2 separate regions of the Zea mays genome follow, and region 2 is linked to region 1. Evidence: chromatin contacts called from public Hi-C data. All regions are on one chromosome and are shown on one strand. The core of a region is the stretch at or near the end of the contact, and the rest is flanking DNA. Distances in the headings are between cores, read along the strand shown.

Region 1 (6,246 bases), core at 1,020-3,519:
CACCAGCAGGCAGAGGCAGCACCGTAGCAACTTGCTAGCCGCCAGGGAGCAGGTAGCAGGCGGTCTAGGCCTGGGCGTTCAGCAGCAGACAATAGCAACTCGCAACTGGCAGCAGCTGGGCCTGGGCGGCTGGACGTTCAGCTGCGTAGCGGCACAGCGTTGGCAGCTGGCAGCGCGCACGCGCCAGGACTCCACTCCAGCGCCAGGAAGCCAGCCAGCCACGCAGCCGCCAGGAATTCTTCTCGCAGAATCGCAGTCGCCAGGTGCCCAGGTATGCAGCCGCCAGGGCGCCAGGAAGTTAGAAATAGGCACACGAACAGCCGCAAAGATCGGAGAGCTGGAGAAGTTGAAACGGCCTTCGGACTTCTGCGCTTGACGACCGAACAGGTGGCCGGGTGGGGTCCCCGGTGGGCCTGGCTTAGGGTGTGCCAGGGCCCACCTGGACCCCCTGTGGGTCCGCCCCTGGCAGCAAGGAGCCCCCGTCGCTGCCACCGGCATCTCCCCCCCTTAGGGTTTGGTCGGCGGCGGAGCTTGGGGGCGGCTTTGGAGGAGCAGACTCCTCGTCTTCGTTCGACCCGGCTTCCTCGGCTGATGAATCACCAGACTCACTCAGCTCGGTGCCAGCGCCGGCGCCGGCGCCGGGATCATCGTCATCCTCAGCGAAGTAGCCCTAGAGAAGCGTTAAGCTCGGAGAGGGAGGAAAGGTGGGACACAGGCGCCGGCATTGCAGGCTGCCAGCCTGCCACCACGACTGCTAGCCGCAGCCCGGGACGTAAGCCGTGAGATGGAGAACCTTCGTCGCGTCGCGGATTGGAGAGGTTGCGCGGGGCTATCGTCTCGAAGCTTCGCGAGACGGAGGGGTGAAAGGTTTCACGGACCATCGGTGCCCGATCGGACGGCTAAAAAATATAGAATGACGTGGATAGGCTAGTTGCGCTGGTTTCCGTTCGGCTTTAAAGATAAAGAAATAACATACCAGTACTATGCGAATTAATAACTTACTTTTGCTATTTATATACTGTATATACATATAGCGATATGCGAATGGTTGCAGAGAGGACGTACGCACGGACTTCGCAGGCACGCAGAGAATTCTCGGAAGCTTCGATCGATCGCGCGCAGCCGGCTTGGTACAATGCTCTCGAGTGTTCTTGGGCCACTGCATCTGTTCGGCTGTACGGCTCGAGTCAGGGTCCGGTTCCGTCCCGCACAGAGCATACCGGAAATTATAACTTAACCGACAATATCCAGCAGCTCAATCTTGCATGCAAGACATATAATCATTTATATGTAATGAGCACTTACAAATAATGAAAAGACGTTGTGATGGATTATATATTTCTTTGATCAAAATTAATTGACAATGAGATGATTATCACTGGTCCACCGTCCACGAGAGATCGAGTTATTAATTAATAATGTGCATATATATGCAAGTATGCAACTCTGCATAGTACCACTGATGTAACTCCCGCCAAATTAGAGAAGGGAGCTGACATTTTAATAATATATAGAGAGAGATGGCCGACATATCCAGGAGAGCCGGCCGGTAGTCACTGCACTGCATGCATACAATTGAACGTAACCCCCCACGCATACATGGCATTCTGATGTGCAACGTGCATTCGCCACGTGTACCAGTCGTCTTGCATTACATCTTCTTCCTCGCAGACGACGACGGCTCGTGGTTCCTGAGCATCTCCTGCAGCACCTCGTCGTCGAGGTACTCGAGCTCGATCACGTCCCTGCCGGAGCCCTGCTGCTGCTGCTGCCTATGCCTGGACGAGGATGAGGAGGATCCGGAGCCGCGGCAGGCGGCGGCGTAGGCGTGCGCGTCCTCCGGGAAGTTGAGGACGGCGTTGGCGCCGCGCATGGAGTAGGCGCTCCGGTCGTACGCCCTGGCGGCCTCCTCGGCGGTGTCGAAGGTGCCCAGCCAGATGCGGACGCCGTGGCGGCTCGAGTCGCGGATCTCGGCCGCGTACTTGCCCCAGGGCCGCCGCCGCACGCCGCGATATTTGGTCGGCTCTCCACCTCCGCCGTCCTTGGACCAGTCGCCGTCCATAGCGATGGCGACGGGTGTGTGTTTGCTAGCTGCTGTCAGTAGCACTTGCAGCTGGGTTTGGGCTTTGGTTTGGTTTGGCGCGCGTGACAGCGACTGATGATCGATGCGGCAAATGGCTGGCTAGGTTCACTGGTGTGTGTGTGCAGCGAGCGTTGAGAGGAGTGAATTATATCGGTGATGGAATGCGTAGTAGGGTGGTGGTGGCGGGATCGGAGGGGAGGGGTGCGAATGGAAGAGGAAGGCGCGCACGGAGGGGCATTAAAACAGCTTCGGAAGGTACATGGGAAAGGGATATTGATCGTGGGCCCAGCACGTGCTTGCATTGGTTCCTTCCTTTTGCTTCCAAAAGGAAAACTGGACTGCAAGATCCTTTCCGCTATTCCACCGTATATATTTATGTTTTCTGCATTAGGTTTTTGTGCGGCGGTGAGGCCGGGGAAGAGAATCACCACAATTAAACTGAACTACACTCTCTCAATCATGCTTTACGCTAATTATTGTATATACCTGTCGAGCATCAGCTCTCTCGATTTGAGAATATAAAGTTTTATTATCAGTCAAACCTTTTTTACTGCAACCAATATTAGGAAATTATATGGCCCGTGCTTTGCTATGGTTGTTATATAATATACAAATAGGTATTGAGATATTTATTCAAATATAATTATTGTTTGTTTCTAAACACTAAGTTACATGTGGTCCGGTGGTTAGCCCCAAATATCTGTAGTAGGGGGGCGCGGGTTTGAGTGCTTGCTCAGCACTATTTTTTGCGCGGTGTGGTAGTTGCGCGAGCGGGATCGGGTGTTGGGCAGGCGCAGTAGCTTGTTGCTCGGGCGCTGAGGATCCACAGGGTAGTAGCTGAGAGCGGGGCCCACAGGTCACGACGCCGAGGTGGGCACGTGAGGTGGGAGAACAAGGCGGGGCGTGTGGAGCGGGCCCAGAGTGTCAGTGCGGAGGGTGAAGCCATTGTAGCACAAACACCCACATTAGGTTCTTTATCTTCGTTGAGAATAAATTTATACATAGTTTGTTGGAGTGAAGAATTTAGAAATAGGTAGAACACATATTTGTACCAAAGCATTAGATAAATAAGTACGCGTTAACCGTTGCTTATATTTTGAATTAGATTTATAAACAACACTCGGTGGACGGCGGGTTGATTTTGGAAAACCTGAGGGCTTTTTAAGAAAATGGCCATGGCTACTACAACGTGGGTCGCCTGGGGCCGCAGAATTTTCGATCAACGGCCGATAACAGATCGTGAATCGTTACGTAATCAGGACCGCAAGATCCCAGATCAATGGTCCGAATTCAACGTGTCGAAGGGGTAAGCCATGATCTAATCATGGCCGCACATGCACGGATCAACGTCCAGAGCCGTTTGTGCCGCCCCGATCGCGAGCGGCGCGCTCGATTCTGCGACGGCGCCATCGCCGGCAACTGCGCGAAACACGCCCCCGAGCACAGACCTTGATCCCTATCATGCAGAAACAAAATTTAGGTCGTAGCGAAACAGAGGGGGGAGATCTCACCAGCGTTGTAGTGCAAAATCCACCCGCTCACTATAGTGCGCGACTCCGCGGCAAAAGCTCAGCTCCGATGAGCAATTATTGGAGCTCCAGAGCACCACTCCGCCCGAGACGGCCATGTACACCATCCTGGGACGACTTGAAGTCACCGGGCCAGGTAATGTGCCCTGGACGTTGACCTAGGCGGATGCCTATGGTGTGGGGCAGCTCCACGGCACCCCAGCTCATCGGCGAGCAGTTCACGGGGTCCCCGGCTTCATCTTCGCCTGGCGAAGACACGAGCGCCTTCCGTGAGACCCTGAGCAACAACCAAACCCACCGCAGTGAGTAATACATCGATGCTTCGGGTTTTGCCCCGCGGCTGCTCTCTCTCTCTCTATGAATGATCGACAATGGTGGCGAGAACTTTGATTCGATAGGGCAAGAGATCTCGGTGCTCTTTATATGTACCCAGGACGATGCCCGAGGTTTGTAACACCCCAGGTGTTACTTAGGGTTTTCACTCAAGCCTACACTATTGAACCCATCATCACATGTGGTTTAGTTTGAGCAAAAGACACCAAACTTGGGGGTCAAGATCCTAAGTAGGTGTAACCCATCTTAGAAGTCATGCTTTGGCCTTATCATACACCTAAAGAGGAGAGAATGGCTCAAACCCTAATTCAAATCCCTTTAGGAAAATAGAGCCCTAGAGGGGAGTATAGCAAAAAGGCTATGTAAACCACATTATCATGACTTGGCCTAATTATAAAAGTTGTAGTACACATAATATCCTACAAAAAATAGTAAGAGAGTGACCCAAAAAAGGCTTTAGAAAAACCCCAAAAAGGTCACCAAAGAGAAGGGCATAAAAGAAAAATCAGATTTTTCTCAATTTCAAAACCAGCCCTCTTTCAAAGATCAAACATGTTCACATTTTTCCAAACCTCAAAACCATAGGGCCCAATTAACAAAATGGCGCCTAAAGACCCCTAGAACACTCTGGAAAAATTTGAACCCAACCCTAAGTCGTTTGACACGACTTGACACGGTTTTTGTCTCGGGCTGGACAACTCAGACAGAGCCAACTTCACACCACAATATCTCTCAAACCCGACCATATCTTTGCTTGGAACTCACATGGAAAAGATAGGATATGGTACAGAGAAGAGATATTACACGGGATTTTTGCTGAGATCTACACGCTAAGGCGACCAAACATGCCTTTGAACATCGGCAGAACCAAACCACCACGTGTTCGACGTGGGTAGGCACTCGGGAACGAGCCCAGAGCACGCCCGCACGTGCGTCCCCGCGCGCCCTCGGCCGCCCCCATGCCCACACCCGTGTCGTGCCCGCGAGTGGCTATAAAGCCCACCCTCATGCACGGCCACCTTCCCTGTCACCCCCTCCGCACCGCGCCTAGCTTTCCCGAGCCAGCCCGCAGCTCCGGCGACCTCCCCGCGACCTGTTAGAGCCGTCCGAGGGCGCCCACCGTGGCCAAACCACTCCCGCCCACCTCCGCTCGATCCGAGCCCTCGGATAGCTTCCTCGAGAGGCCGTGAAGCTTTCCCAAGCTTGAGCCGAGGACCAGCCCCACCGGAACAGTGCGATCATGCTCGCCGGAGTTCGTAACCCCGCCGGAGCACATGGACCGGGTAACCCACTGAACCATTTCTCGATTCCTTGCGCGCATAGCCTCTACATCACCCAGAGGAGCTCCTTGTGCACCTTGATTGAACCCTACCGCCGTGGTTTGGCCGGAGTAGGTGCCACCGACGACCTCCGCCGCCTGCGCTCGTGGCCAGAGCAGCTCCAGCCACCTCCGACGCCGACCCGCACACCGACGTGACCTCCATGACCTCCCCGACATCACCAACCACCCCACCGGAGCTCTACTGCCGCCGGTGAGCCTCGCCGCCGTGATCTTTGCCCCGGTTACTGTTCCAGCTAGCCAAGGATCGCGGGTTAGATATAGGATAAGTTCAGGGGGTTATGCGTAAGGTCAGTGACTCATGCGAATAGTAGATCGAGGGCTGATTTGTGAGAGAAAAGGGGGAAGAAAACCTAGGGACTTCAGCGCAAATCTATTTTTCTTTTCCCATTTCGAATTTACTTTTCTTTTAAATACTGCATAGAACTTGATAAATACATAACTTGAAGAATACTCATCCAAATTTAGTCAAACCAATTTTGCTAGACTTTGTGAAATATAAACTATCAAGCAAAAGTAGTAAACCTCATGGTTCCTGTAATGTTTTCTAGAGTTTTGATTTAAATAAGAAAACTACCCAAAACTTACTAATAAAGGGAAAGATAGAAATGTTGTTAGACCAGGGTTGAGAAAAATAGTGGAGCCACTAACCTAGTAGTTACACTGTTTAAAATTAATAAACACCCCAGTATACAAGGTTAACGAAGATTTATTCACTAAAACTTGTTTATGCTCAAACTTAGGAAAATAAAAAAGGGGGTTGAAAATAGAAACCAAGGGGCAACCATATTTTTCCTAGCATGCCTAAGTGATGTAGTTCACAAGAAAAATCTGTTGAACCATAGTCCAGTGAAAAGAAATTCCACTCACATTTATTTATGGAAAACAGAGAAAACTTTGAAAATTCATAAGAAAATAATCCTAAAGAGAAAACACCCCTACCTTAGGAATGACTGCTCTTG
Region 2 (6,369 bases), core at 3,069-5,568, 210 kb before region 1:
TCTAGTTCCTCTAATTAATTAGCTAAGGGCATCCCATTTCACCCTCATGGTTGCACTGTTATCCCGGGTGGTCTCTCAACGAACAGGTCCTTACGGAGAGGTACTCGGGAAACAACCCGAGTCCCCTAAATGCCACAAGTATATCATCATATCCAGAATAAAATCATAGTATTATCATTGTATCTCATCGTGTTCATTGATTAAAGTAAAGCGCTAGCATGTAGCTAACCATAGTAACCCAAAAGGTAAATCAAGGACAAGGTAAATAGAAAGCTAGTAAATCCTTAGGTTGTTCATAGTATGCGGGACAGTGTATTATAAAATAAATGGGACATAATGGGTCAGAGGACACTTGCCTTTACCAAACATATGCTCAGGGTCTTCAACCCCGTAGAACTCGAAGAACTTGATCTCGGCACCAGCGGTTCACCAAATATTGATCGTCGATTCCTCGAAGCTCAGGAATAGATCGCAATCTATTCACGACGTGCAACGAATACAAACAGGCACAAGCAAACATATATTTGCATAAGAACATTACACCATACAAGATAAAATATTATCAAAACGAGCAATATAAAAATAGAGAGCACTTCTACGGTTACGCAGGAATAAGAAACGCGACGGCTGAAGCTACGGTCGAGAAGGTACCGCGTTTATGCTAAACAAGTATTAATTAGAGTATTTTAATTTGACATAATCATATTAATTATAACTACTATCTAGTTTCGATTAATCTGCTACACCAACAGTCGTTAGTTACAAATAAGTAATTTAATTAAAACGAGAGATTCTAAGCGGGGCGAATTTACGACGCGCGGAACAACGCGGCAGCGTGCGAAACGACGTCCAAACACGCTAACGACGCACGAAAATAGTGCGCGCGACCAACGCGAACGACGTGCGAACCAGCACGCCACCACGTGTGGAACAGCACGCGCAACAGGCGAGAGAACTAAACAGGAGACGCGTTTATACTAAACAAAGATTAAATAGATAAAGATATTTAAGTTAATATTAGCCATGTTAATGTTTATTATAAAATCACAAGTTGAACGCTACACATTTAATCTAATTGGAAAATAAATCTAATAGACATTAGTCGAGCAAAGCCTAAGTTAATTATCTAAAATATGTGACCTGATGAATTACCATTATTAACATGAGTGTTTATAGGCGAAAACAATTTATTATCAAGCGTAGATGTCGCGCGACCCACGTGATCGACACGCGTGATGCGCGCCGACGCATGGCAAGGCAAGCGACACCGGTAAATGGCACATGCGACGCACGCAAACGACGGTGTGCGACACGCGCAAACAGCACCGCGACACGCGACCACCAGCACATCACGCGCTTACAACGCGCAGACAATGCGACGACGCTTGATAATCGCTAACAGATAACACGATTATACTAAACAAGTATTAACTGAGAAGCATTTAAGTTGATATTCATCGAGTTAACATTTATATTTATAAAAGTGCGAGTTAAAAATATAAACTAATTTTAATTAGAAGGTCATTTTATTTAATAAGTGTCGAATGAACAACTAATTAAATAATTAAAACTTGTGACATGATAAAGTACGTTACTAATATGAAATCGGTGTTGCTACAAAGCTGACACGACTGAAACAAATAGAAACAGGTTTATGGCGCATTATATATTGAATAGTTACCAATTCGTGACGAATAAACAATTTTATTAAAGCGCGCGAATCGCGACTCGCACGAACGACGACACGTGAACAGCACGCGCGAACATCGTACAGATCGAACTCACGATACTCGTAGAATAGAGCACAACACGTGACACGCGTGGAATGGGCGGTGACAGCGTACGCGAACAGTACAGGCGGGTAGGCGCGGACAACGCGCGACATACGTGAGCGACGCGTGATGCGCGAAGCAGAATGCGAGCATGCGAGAATCACTAACTAAATGTTGTTTTTATACTAAAAATAAATTAGCTAAAATATGTGAAACGATGAAACAATATTATTAACATGTCGTTACAAATCTAACACAACCGGAACGAGACAAAATGGATCTATGACGTAAAATATATATTGAATATTTACTAGTTCGCGTATTTAAGAAGAGGTAGCGTATTTTAGTTGGCTGAGCCGAAACCACAAGGAGTACCACAAAATCGTGGCCGCAACCAATCCTGCACAAATCTTTTTCTACGTGAGTGGTGAGCCATTCAACTACGTGCATACTTCATCGTGGGGAAAGGAAATAAAAAGTAATAATAAAAAAACTGCAGGTGGGGCCACTACGGTTTCTTCTTCAATATCACGCACGAACGGTTTCTCCTCTCTCCTTGGCTCCGTGCATGAATTGCAGCAACACAAAAACCGGATCACGTAGGGGGCACACACGGCGGGGCGGGCTTGTCTGTGGTAGCTCAACGGAGGATAGGGCTGACGGCGACGACAGCTGCCCTGGGGGCCGCATGCAGGGGCTAGCTCGTCGTGGGCAGGGGCCTCGTCGGGTGGGGCTTCAGGCTTGGAGTAACAACAGCAACCATGGAGTTGGTTGTGCCTACAGCAGCACAGTAGAGGAGAGAGGGTGGCTGGGGAGCACGCCTTGGGCACAAGCGAGGACGAGGTGCGCGCGCCAGGGAGTAGGGGCGGCTAGCCGGCCACGCCGCTGGCCACCGTGCCGGGGCGCCGGGCTTCGCCTGGGGAGGGGCTGGGTTCGGCTGGTTCGGCCGGGCTCCGGGTACGTCGAGTTAGCGCCATGTCGAGTACGGCAAGAGGCGAGGAGAGGGATTGAGAGAGGAAGGGGCGAGCTCACCATGAACGAGCGAAGGGGCAGGTCCAGCATGAACGACGTTGCGAACTCCGGTTGGGCGAGAGGGAGGAGTGGGGAGGAGGGCATCGGGCCTGTTTGAGAGGAACTACGGCGTGCTATGGATCCTCCCGATTTTGAGGGCGGCGTGGGGGAATAGGCGGTTGAGGAAGGGAGCTCCGCGCGGGCGTGAGCGACAGAAGCTGCGGCGCAGATACGGTGTGCGGAGCTGTGGGGATTTCACGGTGGATGCGCACCTGCGTGCAGTGCAGCGCGGCTGCTGGGCTGCGTGCGCGCTCGGTGGGCCACTGGCACAGGGGTGCGGTGCTGGGCCGGGGAGGTGAGCGTGCGGAGTGGGCTAGGGGAAGGGGTTTTGGCGACGGGAAAAAATCTACGCCTATATAGAGAGGATGGATGGGGTCAGACAGTTGCGGAGACCATTGCGCGACGAGGCAACGTGAAACGAGTTGGTTGCGACTGCGTTCGTGTCGCACACATGTGTGAAACAAATGGCCATTGCAACAACAACGAATGCACGCGATCAGAGGTAGACGGGGTTAGACGAGGATAGCCGACGCGAACAGCATGCCGTTCGCGAGAAGCGGTTCAGTGATCTCACGAAAAAGGGCACGAGATCTAGAACAGGCTCGACGAGAGGAAAATATATATACATATGTTATCGAGTATCCAAAATTTTATAGTTTTCGCAAATACTAAATTTTCGACAGTTTAATTAATATTAGAAAAACTAAAATTCATATTTAATACTCGAAGAAACGTTCCGAAGATTCCAAAAACTCTTAGGAACATCCTCGAGATATTTTAATCTGTTGTGATAATATTTTGCACTCATAAATACTATGCATCAGCATGAATGCAACAATCAAAGTCCCTCTAAGATTTTATTTTACTAGGCTTACACATATATATAAAAAATAACTCTTCTATTTAGAAAAAAGAAAATAAAAGCAAGGAAAAGAGAGGCTAACACCTGAATTTGGTGAATATTAGAAAATAAATTTTATACCTTTAAATTCAGGGTGTTACACGATCCAATTTATCCTTCAGCACGTTGTGTTGGCGACGAAATCGCGTATACATTCGCAGATATGGTTCCGGCTAATTTTAGTCAAATCACAGAGCAAATTATCGATGCCAAAACTAGTTTATTTTGGTCTATCATTTCTCGCTCCGATCCAAAACTTCGGATATAAATATCGGGTGCAAATTCATCTGACTCCGAAGTATTCACTAAATCATAACCCTGTACAATTATTGTTGTCAGTCTCATTTTTTTTGTTCGATCTCTGATTATATCTTTGAGACCCGGATCTGATAGTATCAAAATATCAACTTTTTGTTTTTGCAAATATGGGAGTTTGAATGAGAAAAAAAAATAAAAAAAATCTCACGTACCTATCTCCTACGGCCGCCCTTGGCTGGAGATTTTTCTTTCTCCCACTATTCACCGCTCTCTCTCCCTCCGTAATCTTCATCCGTGGAAGATTTTTCCCCACCCCCGCTTACCTCCTGCTTCTTATCCTAGAATGCAGCAGCCGTCTTCCTCATCTTTGCAACAGCCACTAGCCCAAGCTCCATAGCCGTCGTGCCTCCTCTGTTGCTTCTTCTGCTATACAGAGCGCCTATCTCCAATTCTCCATTTCCTACGTGCTGCAGGAGCTCGGTCTCTGCTCCAGCACGGTTTTCTTCTTCCCTGCTGCGCGCACTGCTCCCTAGAGCTCACCGCGCCCAGCCGTTCTTCCCTGCGCGCGCGTCTGCTCCCTGGCCGTCAAGTTCCTCTGCTATGAGCTCGCCCTACTCCCAAAGCGCGTCTCTAGTTCCCTGCTCGCCTAGCTCGGATTGAGCCGCGCGCCCAGCGCTCCCTCTGTCCGTTGCCATAGCTCGGAACTTCCTGGTGCTCGCTCAGTCTGCTCGTCGAATCTCCTCCGTGCTCCCATGGCGCCCCGGCGTTTCTCCCAGCCGAGCACTTCTTCTTCCCACAACCGCGCCCTTGGTCCCCGCCATGAAATTCCCTGCATGCTCCTCAAGTTCCCAGCGCCGGCCGTGCCTGGCCAGATCTCCCTCCAGCTCGGCCCCGCCCTCTGCGTGTGCTCCTCCCTGCTCAGTTCTCCTGCGTGCCGCGCGCCCTTCGTTCCTGTCTCACGCGCGCTAGCCAGCCCAGAGCTTCCCTGCGCGCGCCTGGATCTTCTCCCTCCCAGGCGTTCGGCTGTTCGAACCGCGTCCAGCCGAACGGCTCCTCCCACGCGTGCTCCTCCATCCTCCTTGTGTCCCTGGTTCTTTCCCCTGCGCTCCCAACCGTCGAAGCTCCCTACACTCGCCCCTGACCTCCCATGGCTGTATGCCCCATCTCAGCTTTGCCCTCTGTTCGGCGTGTTTGCCCCTGTAGAGCCCGCCCAGCCTCCATTTTTTCCCAGCCTGGATCTCCCTGCTCGCCTTGCTCCTCCGGCGCCGTGGTTTTCTGCTCGCTTGGCCGGCCATGGTGGCTATGCATGCCTTCTGGCCGTGGATGGTTCTGCCCAGGCCACCGTCGCGCCCAGAGAAATGGTGCGCGTCCCTGCGCCTGGTTTTCGTTTCCGTCGCGCCGATCTGTGCTCCGTCCTGGCCATCTTCTCTGCCTCCGATCTGTGGCGCCGTCGCAAGCTCGTTAGCCACTATTGTCTTGTCCACGCCAGCACGCGTTCATGGTCGCGTCGGCCAAATTCACCAACGTTCTATTACCAATTCGACTATCATCGCTGTTGCGTGCGCTCGCGCTCTCTATCCCCTGGTCGACCTCGTCGTCAGGCTTCGCCTTGCAGGTCGTCGTTCTTCGCTCAGCAAGGTTTCATTCTAAGCGCCGCCCTTCAAGTTCGCGTCCTTGGCGGACTCGCACCTCCGTGTCGTGTCCGCTCGTCCATGCTGTCGACCCGTGAGGACACAGGGTCTCGCTAGAGTCGCGCTGCCGTTGACGCAACGCAGGGTCTCGCTCTTTTTCGTGCTCGACCTTACAAGTCTCCAACTCGTCGACATCCTTTGCATCATGGAAAAATCCTGAGAGTTTGAATAAAGCAACAAATCCCATGTGATGCAACATTTGCCAAGAGCTCGACCGGATGTCTAAACTGAGAACCGTCGTCGCCCTCACGGTTATCAAATCGATTCGATCATGGTGAGCCAATTTATTATTTTGTGATTATTGGGCGTAGTTGTATATCGATAACTAGTATTTCCATATGAACTTGTACAACGTCTCGCCGCTAGGTGTTTAAGTCGCTATCGCGTAGCATTATTTTGGTTTGTGATATTCCTATTTATATGCATTCATATGCATTATGCAAATCATTTAGGTATGTTTATTAACCACGTGATGCGGAGAACCAAAGCCAAATTGACCCTAAGATGACGTAACAGGGGGACTACTCCGCAAGATGATGTTGATGGTCGAACCTGAAGATGGACAGACGAAATGAGTATCAGTACAAAAGATGGTCGTCAAGCGGGCGTCGTCTAACAAACACTAACCTAGTGTTTCTTCCAGGCAAGCCCCGGTGCATTCGCCACCTCCTTGTTG

The links. Hi-C and Micro-C count contacts between places; a contact is called where the count stands out from the background.
Region 2: a contact with region 1 is called in a Hi-C map of ear, with 2.4 times the contacts expected there. The contact joins the promoter of LOC103632383 here to the promoter of LOC103632382 in region 1. A contact is called at or near these places in 4 of 25 Hi-C or Micro-C datasets (bundle sheath, ear, leaf and 1 more).

The regions. Positions count from the first base shown.
Region 1 is chr7:54,854,392-54,860,637 of Zm-B73-REFERENCE-NAM-5.0, reverse strand. It overlaps LOC103632382 (ethylene-responsive transcription factor ERF096), which reads right to left and starts at 2,269. Exons shown (of 1, transcript XM_008654220.3): 1 at 1,409-2,269. The coding sequence starts at 2,062. The coding sequence ends at 1,652.
Region 2 is chr7:55,066,635-55,073,003 of Zm-B73-REFERENCE-NAM-5.0, reverse strand. LOC103632383 reads left to right here and starts at 4,318. Exons shown (of 2, transcript XM_008654221.2): 1 at 4,318-5,967; 2 at 6,210-6,369. The coding sequence starts at 4,755. The coding sequence ends at 5,750.